4 separate regions of the Mus musculus genome follow, and all the other regions are linked to region 1. The links are chromatin contacts, called in public Hi-C and HiChIP or PLAC-seq maps. All regions are on one chromosome and are shown on one strand. Each heading gives the region's core, a stretch centred on a gene start, on an enhancer-like site or on the middle of the called end of the contact. The rest is flanking DNA. Distances are from core to core; before and after follow the strand shown.

Evidence for each region. A called contact is a pair of places that touch in the nucleus more often than the background predicts. HiChIP or PLAC-seq counts read pairs in DNA pulled down with a chosen protein or histone mark.
Region 2: a contact with region 1 is called in an H3K4me3 HiChIP or PLAC-seq map of microglia, with 7 times the contacts expected there. The contact joins two enhancer-like sites. A contact is called at or near these places in 9 of 39 promoter capture datasets (the C10 cell line, the HPC-7 cell line, cranial neural crest and 6 more), 2 of 15 datasets of contacts at CTCF or cohesin (the NIH/3T3 cell line and large pre-B cells), 1 of 484 Hi-C or Micro-C datasets (bone marrow-derived macrophages), 11 of 115 datasets of contacts at active chromatin or transcription factors (T-cell acute lymphoblastic leukemia, bone marrow-derived macrophages, craniofacial prominence and 6 more) and 3 of 9 other capture datasets (adipose tissue, embryonic stem cells and liver).
Region 3: a contact with region 1 is called in a Hi-C map of bone marrow-derived macrophages, with 27 read pairs. The contact joins two enhancer-like sites. A contact is called at or near these places in 5 of 39 promoter capture datasets (3T3-L1-derived adipocytes, maxillary cranial neural crest, neutrophils and 2 more), 4 of 484 Hi-C or Micro-C datasets (bone marrow-derived macrophages, motor cortex, muscle stem cells and 1 more) and 16 of 115 datasets of contacts at active chromatin or transcription factors (bone marrow-derived macrophages, craniofacial prominence, double positive thymocytes and 12 more).
Region 4: an H3K4me3 HiChIP or PLAC-seq map of bone marrow-derived macrophages shows a contact between it and region 1, with 6 times the contacts expected there. The contact joins two enhancer-like sites. A contact is called at or near these places in 1 of 15 datasets of contacts at CTCF or cohesin (embryonic stem cells) and 2 of 115 datasets of contacts at active chromatin or transcription factors (astrocytes and bone marrow-derived macrophages).

The regions. Positions count from the first base shown.
Region 1 is chr10:99,597,608-99,601,068 of GRCm38.p6, reverse strand. No RefSeq gene overlaps it. Among named protein-coding and RNA genes, the nearest start is that of Gm20110, 9.8 kb to the left of the region's middle. Within about 2 kb of position 1,513, at least 65 of the 459 cell types and tissues checked have an H3K27ac peak or open chromatin away from gene starts, as enhancers often do. A contact at or near this core is called in bone marrow-derived macrophages and microglia, where this site is marked.
Region 2 is chr10:99,131,862-99,135,322 of GRCm38.p6, reverse strand. The region is part of intron 4 of Poc1b (POC1 centriolar protein B); the gene reads right to left. Among named protein-coding and RNA genes, the nearest start is that of Galnt4, 25 kb to the right of the region's middle. Within about 2 kb of position 1,827, at least 26 of the 459 cell types and tissues checked have an H3K27ac peak or open chromatin away from gene starts, as enhancers often do. A contact at or near this core is called in microglia, where this site is marked.
Region 3 is chr10:99,249,021-99,252,481 of GRCm38.p6, reverse strand. No RefSeq gene overlaps it. Among named protein-coding and RNA genes, the nearest start is that of Dusp6, 12 kb to the left of the region's middle. Within about 2 kb of position 1,806, at least 53 of the 459 cell types and tissues checked have an H3K27ac peak or open chromatin away from gene starts, as enhancers often do. A contact at or near this core is called in bone marrow-derived macrophages, where this site is marked.
Region 4 is chr10:99,327,923-99,331,383 of GRCm38.p6, reverse strand. No RefSeq gene overlaps it. Among named protein-coding and RNA genes, the nearest start is that of Gm34921, 59 kb to the right of the region's middle. Within about 2 kb of position 1,708, at least 8 of the 459 cell types and tissues checked have an H3K27ac peak or open chromatin away from gene starts, as enhancers often do. A contact at or near this core is called in bone marrow-derived macrophages, where this site is marked.

The sequences.
Region 1 (3,461 bases), core at 264-2,763:
CTGGGTGTTAAACGCCCATGCCAGGACCAGTCTCACTCTCTCTGCCTCCCCCCGGAGTTTGAAATATAAGCTCTTAGCTATTGCTTCTACACTGTGCCTGCCTGGCACTGTGCTTCCTGCCATGCTAAGCATGGATTAAATCCCTAACCCTGTAACCAAGCCCCTGCCCCTTATTAAATGCCATTTTTAAAACTTGCCTTGGTTACAGTCTCTCTTCACAGAAATAGAACAATAAGACAAATCTCATTGCCTTATTTTAGATACACGAAAAATCTTGTTTGGGGGAAGTTGAGTCAGCTATATGGCAAGTGCGGCCAGGGCAAGCACTTGAGCTTTAAAATGTAATCTGGGACCCTCTCCGGTTTGCACTGTCACCCTAGGCGTGTGAGAGATTTAAAAGAGAGAAGAGCATAGGTTTAGGTGAAAAGAAACTTGATTTAATCTAAAGACCCGGTGACAACAGCAGGTTAGATAATGTTCTTGATTCTCAGTTTTCCCATTTGTAAAATAACACTCAGAGATACTCTGCACTATTTATTTGATGACATTACTTGTCTCTCAAGAATAATGGGAATATGGCATTAAAATACAGGCCCTGACATGCACATACTTAGATTCACCATGCCTGGGTATCACTGCTAATTTCAGGGCTACCCTCAGCTCTTCCTCACAGACAAATTGGATATATATTTTTAACTTGCCAAAAATCACTGAGTCTTGGCTCAATTAAACTAGTACATCCAATGTGAGGAGGGATTCCAAGGAAAGCGCGGCATTCCCTTCTCTCCTGTGAATACAACAGATTTGTAAGCCTTCCTTTGCTTTCTTGAGTCCCAAACAGAAACCGGCACAAAGGTCAGTTCTGTCTATTAGAGACATAAGAAAAGGCAATTAACTTTAGGGACCCTTGCTGAGGAATCGCAATCATGTTCAAATGTTCATTTGGATCTACCCAGCCAAGACTCACAAGAACAGAGTGCCTCCAAATTGAACACAGAGCCCCCCAAAATGCTAGGCAAACCCATCTGTTATTAGACGCGTTCTCACGCCCGGCCAGGAAAGATGCAACAGACCAGAATCTTCTGCGGCAAAACTTTATTGCTTACATCTTTGGGAGCCAGGAGAGCAAGCGCCCAGCGCCCAGCCCCAAAAACGAAAGCCCCTCCAAATAATTTTTAGGAGCCAGAGCTCCGGCGCGCCAAAGCGCAGAGCGTGCTCTATTGTTTACATCTTTAGGCAGCGAGCGAGCGCAGGGCGCGCAGAGCCAGAGAGATGCCAGCGAGAGAGAATGGCGGAAAACCCCGTCCCCTTTAAGGAGGAGTGACCCTTCACTTAGGACGCATCACTCCCTGATTGGCTGCAGCCCATGGCCGAGCTGACGTTCACGGGAAAAGCAGAGTACAAGTAGTCGTAAATACCCTTGGCACATGCGCAGATTATTTGTTTACCACTTAGAACACAGGATGTCAACGCCATCTTGTGACGGCGAATGTGGGGGCGGCTCCCAACACCCATCTGTGCTCCTTTAAAACTACAATGGTGCTTATAATCTCTCAAAGGAGCTGTCATGGCTCTGCTCAATACCACTGTCTTTAGTAAGCGATAGTCATGTTTAGAAAGAGAAGGGCCAGTTAATGTGTTTTCTTGTGAGCCTCTGTTTACTGGTATATCTTTGACATTCGTAAAAAGGAATTTGAGAGGAAAATACTCTTTACCTTATGGGATACTGGTCTTCTAAAGTTCTATTCTTTGATGGCTTCGTGTGTGTGTGTGTGTGTGTGTGTGTGTGTGTGTGTGTGTGTGTGTGTAAAATGTATTCCAGGAAATGTTTGTTCTTCATTTTGTGAGTAAAGAATCCTCCCACATGTTTGTTGTGACCTAATATTAATACATCATCTTAACCTATCTGATATCTCTGCTAAGTTTTAACATGCCTATAATTTATGAAAGGGTGAATTAAATTTTAAAAATCTGTTGATTTGCCTGCCTATCCCTGGAGTTCCATTAAGTTGCAAGGCATCCGTATGGTCATTGTATTAGGGTTTCTATTTCTGTGAAGAGACACTATGACCACAGCAACTCTTATAAAGGAAAACATGTCATTGGGGCTGGCTTACTTTTCAGAAGTTTAGTCCATTGTCATCATGGCAGGAAGCATGGCAGCATGCAGGCAGACACAGTGCTGAGGAAGTGGGTGAGAGTTCTACATCTGTATTCAAAGTCAGCGTGAACAGAGAGTGACATAGGGCCTGGCTTGAGCACCTAAAGCTAGTGACATACTGTATTGGCTGGTTTTGTGTGTCAACCTGAGAAAGCTGGAGTTATCACAGCGAAAGGAGCCTCCCTTGAGGAAATGCCTCCATGAGATCCAGCTGTAAGGCATTTTCTCAATTAGTAATCAAGCGTGGGAGGGTCCACAGTGGGTGGTGCCATCCCTGGGCTGATGGTCCTGGATTCTATAAGAAAGCAAGCTGAGCAAGCCAGTAAGAAACATCCCTCCATGGCCTCTGATTCTGCCTCCAAGTTCCTGCCCTGTGTGAGTTCCTGTCCTGACTTTCTTTGGTGATGAACAGCAGTGTGGAAGTATAAACTGAATAAACCCTTTCCTCCAGTAGTGGCTATTCCTGGTTGTCAACTTAACTATATTTGGAATGAACTACAATCCAGAATTGGAAGGCTCACCAGTGACCCTTATCTGGAGGCTGGGAGATAGAAGTTTCTGATCTGGATCTTGGTATGGAGACCTTGAGGCATAGTGGCTACAGATCCCAGAAGATTAAATCTCCGAGTTCAAGGTCATCTGGGATTAAAGGTGTGGTGGAACACACCTTTAATCTGGGCTACACATTCTGCTGGAGACAATATAAGGACATTGGAAGAAGGGAGTCTTGCTCTTGCTCCCTTGCCTGCTTGCCTGTGGGACTGAGTAACTGCTAGATCGTTGGACTTCCATTCACAGCTACTACTGAACCATTGCTGGGAATTGTACTGCAGACTGTAAGTCATCAATAAATTCCTTTACTATATAGAGACTATCCATAAGTTCTGTGACTCTAGAGAACCCTAACTAGTACACCTCCCCAACTTGCTTCTTGGTCATGATGTTTTCTGCAGGAATACAAACTCTGACTAAGGCACACACTTTCTCCACAACAAGGCCACACCTACTCCAACAAAAGCCACACTGCCTAATAGTGACAGTAGAGCCTATGGGGGTATTTTCATCCAAACCACCAGTCATGACATCCACTTCATTTCACAAAAAAAATATATAATCTATATATATATATATGTGTGTGTGTGTGTGTGTGTGTGTCTGTATGTATGTGAATATGTATATAAATATATAATATATATAACCTCAGCTATGCTTTCTTCTTTTTTTCTACTGGTTATTAGTAACCACATACCTTATTAACACAGTCTATTGCATCACATTACAGAGATATGTAACACAAAAA
Region 2 (3,461 bases), core at 578-3,077, 470 kb after region 1:
GAAAAATAACTAGGAAATTGGGGACATTATGAAAAGACAAAATCTACAAAAAATGGGAATAGAGGAAAGAGAAGAAAATATTTTCAACAAAATCATAGAAGAGAGTTTTTTTTTTCTTAACCTAAAGAAGGAGCTGTAGCAAGAGATACTTCAAAAGCTGTGATTATATATCTCTGAATAAGCATCCTTTATAAACGTGGAACGAAAAGCGAGGGGAGTCACAACCAGGAGAATGGCAATATGGGACATGATAAATGACATTTTTCAAGCTCAAGAAATGACAGCAGATGGAAACTGGGATCTATTCAAATAAGTAAATTATGCTGGAACTGGAAATACAGACACAAAATGTAGAAGCACTTTTTCTTACTTACTTTCAGAGAAAACCAGCTGCTGAACAACCCAGGTTTTTACCATGTGAACAAGTAAAATTGTCAAAAGGTGGGGGAATGGGGATATACTTAGTAAGTTCTAACATTTTGTCTAAAATGTTGTAAAATAAAATGTTATATATAATAGATGGTGTTAAGGATGCATAATCAGGGCTAGGCAGCGGTGGTGCACGCCTTTAATCCCACACTTGGGAGGCAGAGGCAGGCAGATTTCTGAGTTCAAGGCCAACCTGGTCTACAGAGTGAGTTCCAGGACAACCAGGGTTACTCAGAGAAACCCTGTCTTGAAGAAAAAAAAAAAAAAGGATGTATAATCAACTTCTAGATATTACCAAGGAACACAAAAATAACAGAGTAAATCCAAAATGTCAATAAAGGAGGGAAGAAATGTGGGAGACAAGCAATATTCAGCTGAAAGGAGAGCAGGAAATAAGTGAAATCAACGTAATAAGGAAATAAATACCTTGGCAGGGCGCTCGGCTAATCACAGGACCACTCACTAGCATGTACAGCGTGATCTGAAACTGGCAAGGAGAGATTCCAGCTGTGCACGATGACCCATCCTTACAATCTCAGCACCAGGTAGGCTGAGGCAGGACGAGCGTGAATTTAAGGCCAATCTGGGCACATAGTGAGAACCGTTTCAAAACAAAACAAGATTAAAAAATGCAAAAATTGCAGGTATAACTACTTAGAAATAAAATGACCTTTGGTAGTCCAGTACATAAAATACATTAAATAGATGACCGTTACTACCTTCATTGCATTCACCCAAATTATACATAACGACTTGAGTATCACATAAAAGTGACTCCGGTATAGCTCCAGGAAGAAGTCATGGAACACAAGGGCAATTGATGGCTGTCACTTGCTGATTCACACTATATGAAGGAACTACCCCAACTGTATTCATTCTATTCGAGAGTAGACTGAGGCCCAGAAAGGTTAAGTTGTATGCCTGGGGTCACATGCTTCCTTCTTGTAATGGCTCTGTGTCGTCTGTCTACTCAAACCTGCTGATGGTACTGCATCCCTGAGGGGGGAGTCGACTTCAACAGGAAGAAGGTGCCCAGCAACAGCAAGAGGCAAAGAGCAGTAGCAGCCAGCGTGTCTGCACCCTGGCTACAGGCTTAGCCGACCAGTGGAGCCGATGATTCTGTGTCCTTGGCATGGACACATAAGAGGCTCACTCTCTGAACGAGAAAACTGTTCTTGGAGACTTTCCCAATGAACCCCTCTTGCTTTAGTCCAGGGTTCAGTAAGCAACCTTCTGTACAGTATTCTGACATTGTTGGCAAAGAAGGCCCTAAGGAAGGCCTGCGAAAGGTCTAGAGCCTTTGGCAGCTGGCAGCGCCCGCCATTAGAACTCCGTAAGCTGCTTCCGTTCGGGCTCTGCTCAGTGTTTAAGCACAACTCAGTTCCTGCCGCGCTCTCGCTCCTCAACAGACCGAAATAAGGACCTTAAGCCATAGAGACCTTTTCAGTTCTGCTTTAGGACAATCTCGTCAAGGCTGGGTTCTCAAACAAGATATCCTGAGCAGTCAGGGACTCAATGGCCACCTAGACATTCCTCTTAACATTTCTGTTCTAACGGCAATAAGATGATCCAACATTTAAAAACGGGTATAAAAAGACTGCAAGAGTGCTGGAGAGCAGGCACATGGAAAGTTGCCCTGAGGTGAAATCCATTAACTTTCACCAGATTATTTACCAAGGACTATTCCTCGGGGTGGGGAGGGCCATGCGGTTCCACTAGTCACCCCAAGTAGCATGAAAGCAAGCGGTGTTGAAGGTCCCTCAGAGCCGCAGGTACCAGCAAGCCAAGGTAATCCACCACAGTTGGGTGTGTGAGGAAACACGGTTGGTCTGAGCAGGACTCGGCCAAAGGTTCCAGGAACAGGTGGAGCTGTGTAAATCCTTGGCTAACACGCACACATGATAGATAGGGGGAGTTTCTATTAAAGGCTCACGGAAACAACCTTGTCACAAAGAAACTCTCAAATCCTGCCACCAAAGTTAGCTGAGAGCACAGATCAGCATCTGCCTACACTTGACTTAGCCCACCACATTTCTGGGCAATTATTCTGAGCCCTCCTTAGCCCTAAAGACCGTGGTCCTTGCACTGCAGGGGAACTTTTCAAATGCCCTGTCCAGGTACCCGTGTCACTAGCTTCCTCTGCTCAGTCGGGCTTGGGCTCCAAAGTCAAATTAGTAACTATGACTTCTCCAACCTGGTGTGTGTGTGTGTGTGTGTGTGTGTGTGTGTGTGTGTGTTTTAATGTATTTGCTATTTGTCTCCCTAGGCAGAAGAGGCCCTGCCAGCACAGGGTTGCCCTGTTTCTGCTCCTCTTATACCCACAACAGAATTTGGAACAGCGCCTGGCAAGACAGCGCAGCAAGCTAAAATACTTGTAACTCTTAAGTCTAACAGGGGAGGAGACCTTATGCTAAAAGACTTCCGGGGCACTGGGACAGCAGCAGGCTCCAGCTGTTGCAGAAAGCCCCGCAGAGCAGGATCAGAGGGGAAGGCTTGCAGCAGGTGCAGAGACTCAGGATTCAGCTGTGCTGTGGAGGAGCCCTGCACAGCTGTGCGAAGGCAACTGAATGGTGAAAGGGACAAAGAGTGACAGTTTGTCACAGAAGGAAAACATGAGCCTGGCTAAGGAGCCACCCACGGGTCCAGGCTGGGAAACAGCATGGTTAGATCTGCCTTTTACAGAAGCAGTGACAAGTGCAGAGGTAGGTGTGTGTGTGAGGGAGAGAGAGCATGTGTGAGTGTGCATGCACATGTGTGTGTGTGTATGGTGCATATGTGTGGAGAGGTATTGGAGTGTGTATGCATGTGTGTATGTGTGTATAGCATATGTGTATAGCATATGTGTATATGTGTGCGTATGTGTGTGCGCACGTATACAGAAGATTCTGTGGCACAGAGACCATTGAAAAGATGACCTTATAAGTTCCCATAAGGGCCAACTAAGGCAGTAGGGTTGGATATGGGGACAGACAGGCATTTTCACTGGAAACTGAGTCTCTCCTCCTAGACTCTTCTGCTTCAGCGTCATCTCC
Region 3 (3,461 bases), core at 557-3,056, 350 kb after region 1:
GGAAGTGACCCAGAGAAACCTCCATGTGAACTGGATCCCGGTGGAAGAGCAGAGTATCCTCCTCCAACTTCCCTTCGTCCCTCCATCCCTCAAAGTGTGTTAGCTTTTTGTTGCTATGAAAAAAAAAAAAAACAACAACAACAACAAAACAAAAAACACTTAATCGACACTACGACCAAGGTAACTCTTACAAAAGAAACCATTTCACTGGGACTGACTTCCATGTTCAGAAGTTCAGTCCATTATTATCATGGTGAGAAGCATGGCAGCCTACAGGCAGACATGCTGCTAATGGAAGCAAGAGTTCTACATCTTGATCTGCAAGCAGCAGAAGGGGACTACCCCACACTGGGCAGACCTTGAGCATAGGAGACCTCAAAGACCACCCACATACTGACAACACTTTCTCCAACAAGGCCACAATAAGGTCACAGCTCCTAATAGTGCCATTCCTATGGCCAAGCATTCAAACACATGAACCTACGGGACCTAACCTATCAAACCACCACAAGAAGGGAAATGTATTTGGAGTTACAGTTAGAGAGATACTAGGCTGGAGAGAATGCTCAGCAGGTAAGAACACTGACTTTTCTTCCAGAGGACCTGGGTTCAATTCCTAGCACCTACACGTCATTTCATAGCTGTTTATAACTCCATTCCCAGAGGATATCCCAGAGGACACCCTCACACAGACATCCATGCAGACAAAAGGCCAGTATACATTAAAATGTAACAGATAATACTTTTAAAGAGATCTTAGGTGGTGATCAGCTGGCTTTGTTGCTCTGGCACAGGTGATAGGCAAAGCATCATGGGAGAAAACAAAGAAGAGAATGCTCACTTCTTGGTGGTCAAGGAAGAAAGAGGGACAGTAATAGGTTGGGCTCCTGTTATCTCCTTCAAATGTGCACATCCAGTGATCTAACTTAACCCAGCTCCACTTCCTAAAGTCTCCACCATCTCCCAATGTCTCCCCAGGCTAGAGAGGAACCCTTCAACACACAGCCTTTGAGAGATATTCAAGATCCAAACCATAACCCCCAGGGATAAGAAAAGGAAGGCGCTCTACCGGAGAGAAATGCACGAGGCTCTTTGGGATGGACATACATGATCATTGCAGTTTGGCTGAGCAGTGTCGGAGTAAAAGACTGGGAAGGAACGTGAGTGAGGGAGGCAGCTTAGGATCCCGGAAATGGGCTTTAAACACCAAGCTAAAGAATTTGCGCTTGAGATTCCCGCACGGACTCCCCAGTCAGAGGTGTGTGACAAAGAAGTGTGACATGGTTTTAGGATATAATTCTGGTAACTGTGGGGGTGAGTGCAGCTCGGGGAGGAGAGAAACTGCGGGCAGAGAAACCGACTAGGAAGCCGGTGCAGTTGTCCAGGAAAATGAGGCAACACTGACACGATTGCCCTCCTCCTAAAATAATGTGCTCATCAGCCAGCTTCGTGTTCATCCTTTTATTTCTGAGGCCGGGAGAAAAAAAAATCGCTTAGCTTCTGTGTGACTCAGAATCCCTCCCTAATAATAGAAGATGACAAAATACTTATCTTACCTCATGCAGAGAGTGGTGCTGAAGAGACTCTTGCAATTGTAGCCAGCAAAGGAGAGAAATGTTATTTTAAATGTGAGTCGCAATCATTTCTCTTGGGGAGAAGAAACTGCCACCACCCCCTAATGGTTTATTACACAACATTTTTTTTCCCCAAGCCTACTGAGAGATTGAAGATTGATCCAAACGCATCGGCAGAACCTCTTGGAGGGACCCTTTTGCAGAGACACCGCATAGTCCCTAACCAGGAGGAAGTGACATCTTCCAAAGAGCCTGTTGCTCTCCAGGTGAAAGGGCCCTTGCAGCCCCTTGGTTACAACCACTGTTCTGCAGAGAGAGACATTTGTAAAGAAAGACCTGGCTTTTCCCACTAGGAACAAAGGTGGAATGGACACGGTTCCTATTAGAACTCTCGAAGAATTGTGGGCCGAACGTGGTAGGAGGAAGTTATACAACATCTAAGTTAAGAATCAAGCATAATCTTTTCAGGTTATTCTTTGTCCTTTGCAGCTTGCTGTCCGTCATTATAGTAAAGGACACCTTTGTCAGGCCCTTTCCCGAAGCTACCTTTGGCACCATTAGGAATCCATTGCCCTGGGTCATATGTTATTATCTCTTTGCTCATTTTGATTAGAAGGGGAGGGTCACTTGAACCTATGAGAGGATTCATAACGTACTGAGACTCGTGTGTCTTGTCAAAATGAGTTTGTTTCTACCTTTAAAGAAAAAAAGAGTTATGCTCAGTATTAGTAAGACATTCTGGAGACAGAAAACTAAGTCACGTAGGCACGCTCTGCTCAAGAGAAGAGCAGTTCGGAGCCCAGGCCTGGTGGCCAGTAACAGGCTGGTAACCCTGTAACTTGGGAAGTTGAGGTAGGACAATTCTAAGTCCAGTGCCGGTCTGGGGAACTTCATGTGACCTTGTGGAGCTGTCATTCAATGGTAGATCTGTTGGCCAGAATATCTGAGGCCATTAAATTCATTCCCCAAGTACTAAAAAAATAAAAAGACAAAAGGGAGACAGACTGTGATCCAGGACAGAAGTTACAGTGCTCTTAGAACAGTGTCAGAACTTGAAACTGGAGAGGATGGCTATGTTTGATGACGGATAGGTTCCTAGTACCAAAGACAGATTATCTGACCATAATCAGAGTGTGGGCATCCAAGTATTTCATTTTACATAAGAAAATGAAGTAGGATTTCTGGGTAAGATGGAAGGCTACCGGCTATCTCTGTGTGCCAGTGAAAAGGGGAATTGAAATAATAAAAAAAAAAAAAGATTCTTTCCCAAAGAAGAGCAAAAGACTACTGGGAATCTACAGAGGGAATGAAAGAGTCTCTGAAAAACACAGAGGAGAAAGGTTGGTGATACACCAAGGGGTGAGCTTCGAACACGCAGCTCCCTGGGGGGCAGCAGAAGATGGCTCCACATGCACTCTGTTTCCTTCTAAATGATGCTTCAAGTAGAGTGGGCTGCTCATCAAGATCCCTACATAACCGAAAATGTACAAGTCAACAGATACGTGAACTGCAACACGGAAACAGGAGAAATACCAACGACAGAGTGTCACACTGAAGTAGAGAAAATGCTAAGGTGATTTTAAAAGTAAAAATGGTTAATTATCAGAAAGATGGTTCAAACAAGCAAGTGGATTCAATGGAGGATCTGGAGGAAAGGCAACATTGTATAAGAAAACTTCAGAGGCTGAAGATGGCTCAGCGGATAAGAGCACTGGCTGCTCCTCCAAAAGTCCTGAGTTCAATTCCCAGCACCCACATGGTGGCTCACAACCATCTGTAATGAAATCTGATGTTGTCTTCTGGCCTGCAGGAATACATACAGGCAAACACTGTACACATAATAAATACATAAATAAATCTTAAAAAGAAAAGAAAGATTCAGCAAAG
Region 4 (3,461 bases), core at 459-2,958, 270 kb after region 1:
ACCTACCTATCCAGCTAGGATATTAATTCCGTGTGGGAGGTTTTTGGTGGTGTTTTGTTTTTGCTATCCTATTAGGAGCTTTGAAAAACAATATTTTCATTTCTTTCTTCGGTTCGATTAACACTCGCTGAAACCCTAATGGCATCCAGTGAGAGGTACTCACACTAATTAGATAAACAAATTGATTCTAACCCTGAAAAGCACAGTCATGGCTGATTAATATGATGGTTCCAGGGGTGGTTCTGATGGTTAATGAACACGAGGCAAAGCAGATCCATCACTGCTAATTGAATTCAACACGAATTATGAGGTAGAAAGTCACTGTAACCTTTTTCCCCTTCCATTTCTGATTGCTCTATTTTTAAAGTTTTTTTTTCCTACTTTGCTTCAAATACAGTCTTTTTTTGTTGTTGTTGTTGTGCTTTTTTGTTCTCCCACCCCCTGCCTTCCCCTCCCATTCCTGCAGGAAAACATAAAGAAAATATCAAGCTGCCTGAGTATTTCCACCTGAGAAATTACAGCAATTTTGTTCCATCTCTAGCATTCAAATGATGTTCCTTCCTGTTTAAGTTGGATGGCTTTTCCTTGCAGGGACTGAACGTAATCCTCTGAGCTCTTCCGCTCACATTCTCCACCATGTGTGGTCAATTAAATCCCAGCAGTATAGAGGCGTTTCCATTGAAACCACTCCACTTCCTGGGAAACCGGTGGGGCTTAGATGGGGTTTCTAAGCATCGCTGTAGTTTGCTAGGTACAGGTTCTTTTCAGTAGTCTCAACACGGAGCATGCTGGAGGTAGACGCACCCCACCTCTACTTCTTTTGGTGGTGAACCACCCTTTTAAGCAGCCCCACTGTTTTCCTTAAAGATCCCAGTTATTCCTACTCATCATCGATTGTCTTTATATTCTGCAAAAGCTTTCATGCAAATGTGCACCTGGGTTTTAAAATGAATGAAACATCCAGAAAAGACTATGTAAAAAGGTCTCTAGCGAAATAACACTGAAACACAAAGCAGCCTCTGGAGATAATCATGAGAAGAAAAAACAGAGAGTCAAATGATGAAAAACTATTCTGTACTTATTGTAATGGGAATTGATATTGTTGCTAATAGTGATTTTTAACTCTAAAGCAATTCTTATATATAATAAGATAATCTGATACTTTGTGGTTGTTCTTAGAAAATGTTCCTTATCACCTGAGTTTTGACAAAGAGGCCAGAAATACCCATTGCGTGGGGCAGAGACAGCATCTTCAACAAATGGTGCTGATCAAACAGGATGACTGCATGTGAAGAACACAAATAGATCCATATTTATCATCCTATCAAAACACAACTCCAAACAGATCAAAAATGTCAACATAAGGCCAGATACCCCACATCTGATAGAAGAGAAAGTCATTGGGATAGGAAAAGACTTTATGAACAGAACACCATTAGTATAGGCACTAAGGTCAACAATTAATAAATGGGACCTCATAAAACTAAAGAGCTCCTACATGGCAAAAGACACCATCATTAGGACAAAGTAACAGGCTACAAAATGGAAAATAATTTTTGCCAATTATGTATCTGATAGGGAGCTAATTTCTAAGATTATATAAAGGAAAAAAAACAAAAATGAAAAAATTAGACATAGAGAAAACAGCCCAATTAAAAAATGGGAACCAGGACTAAACAGAGAAGAGGAAGCGCAAGCGGCTGGGAAACATTTAAAATGTTCAACCTCCTTAGTCATCAGGACAATGCAAATCAAAACTGCTTTGAGATATTGTCTTACACCTGTCAGAATGGCTAAGATCAATAAAACTAATTACAATTCATGCTGGCGAGGATGTGGGGTCCGTTAGGGAGATTCATCCATCGCTGGTGGGAGTACGAACTTGTAGACTCACTATGAAAATCAGGGTGGCAGTTCTTCAGAAAGCTGAAAATAATTTACCTCAAGATCCAGTTATCCCACTCTGGACCACATACCCAAATGACTCTGTCCTACTACAGAGACACTTGCTCATCTGTGTTCATTGTTGACCTACTCAAAATAGAAAGAAAAAAAAAAATGAAGCAGCCTAGATATCCATCAACAGATGAATGCATAAGGAAAGTGTGGGACATTTATACAATGGAATATAAAGAAAATCACAGGCTAACAGGTGGAGCTAGAAAGAAATTAATCCTGAATGATGTAACCCACATCCAAAAGAACAAATATGGAATATATAGTTCATATATACAGATGTTAGCTTTTAAGCCCTTAATAGTCACGTTAAATCCATATAACCACAGAGATTAGATATAGATGACGGGAATAAAAACAAGAAAAAAGTATGAGTTACGGAGTGACAAGGACAGGGGGACGGGAGCATGAGGATGAGTGGAGAGAGAGATGACAGAAGGGCGTACAGGAGAGACTATGGGGAGGTACAGCTAGCACTAAAAGCCATTTCAGAGGTCCTATGGAAACCTACTACAGAAGCAGCTCCTTCCAATATATGCAAATATGAAAGAAATCTAAAAGGCATCACCAAATAACAGGGAAGAGAAAGCTTACCCACCGAGTGAAATCTCCAGAGCCAGGAATGGGTTACATCTAAGTTAGCCGTTGGCCAAACGGAACCCAAGGAAACCACTGAATAACTCAGGCTGTTGCCAAGTGTAGTAGTCGGGGTTCTCTAGAGGAATAGACCTGACGGAATGAATGTGCGTATGTCTGCATGCATGCTTGTGTGTGTGTGTGTGTGTGTGTGTGTGTGTGTGTGTGTGTATGTGTGTGTGTGTGTGTGAGTGCGTGTGTGTGCGTCTGTGTGTGTGTGAGTGTGTGTGTGTGTGTGAGTGTGTGAGGAGTGTGTGTGTGAGTGTGTGAGTGTGTGTGAGTGCGTGTGTGTGTGTGAGTGTGTGTGTGTGTGAGTGTGTGTGTGTGTGAGTGTGTGTGTGTGAGTGTGTGTGTGAGTGTGTGTGTGAGTGTGTGTGTGTGTGAGTGTGTGTGTGTGTGAGTGTGTGTGTGTGTGTGAGAGTGTGTGTGTGTGTGAGTGTGTGTGTGTGAGTGTGTGTGTGTGTGTGTGAGTGTGTGTGTGTGTGTGTGTGTGTGTGTGTGTGTGTGTGTGTGTGTGTATGTGTGTGTCTCTAAAAGGGATTTATTAGAGTGCCTTACAGACTCTGGTCTGGTGAGTCCAACAATGGCTGTCTACCAGTGGAAAAATCTGTTCAATCGATAAGGCTGAATGTCTTGGTTGGTCTTCAGTACATACTGGAATTCTGAAGAAGCAGGCTCTAGTGCCAGTGAAGGAATGGATTTGCCAGTAAGAGTGAGGGCAAGCAAAGAGCACAGTTTGCTTCATCCACATCCTTTACACAGGGTCACCATGAGAAGGTGTGGTCCAGATTTAGGTGGCTGTTCCCATCTCAAAAGATCCAGACTAAAGGCGTGTCATTCCGTTTCAAGTAATTTTAATTAAGAACAAT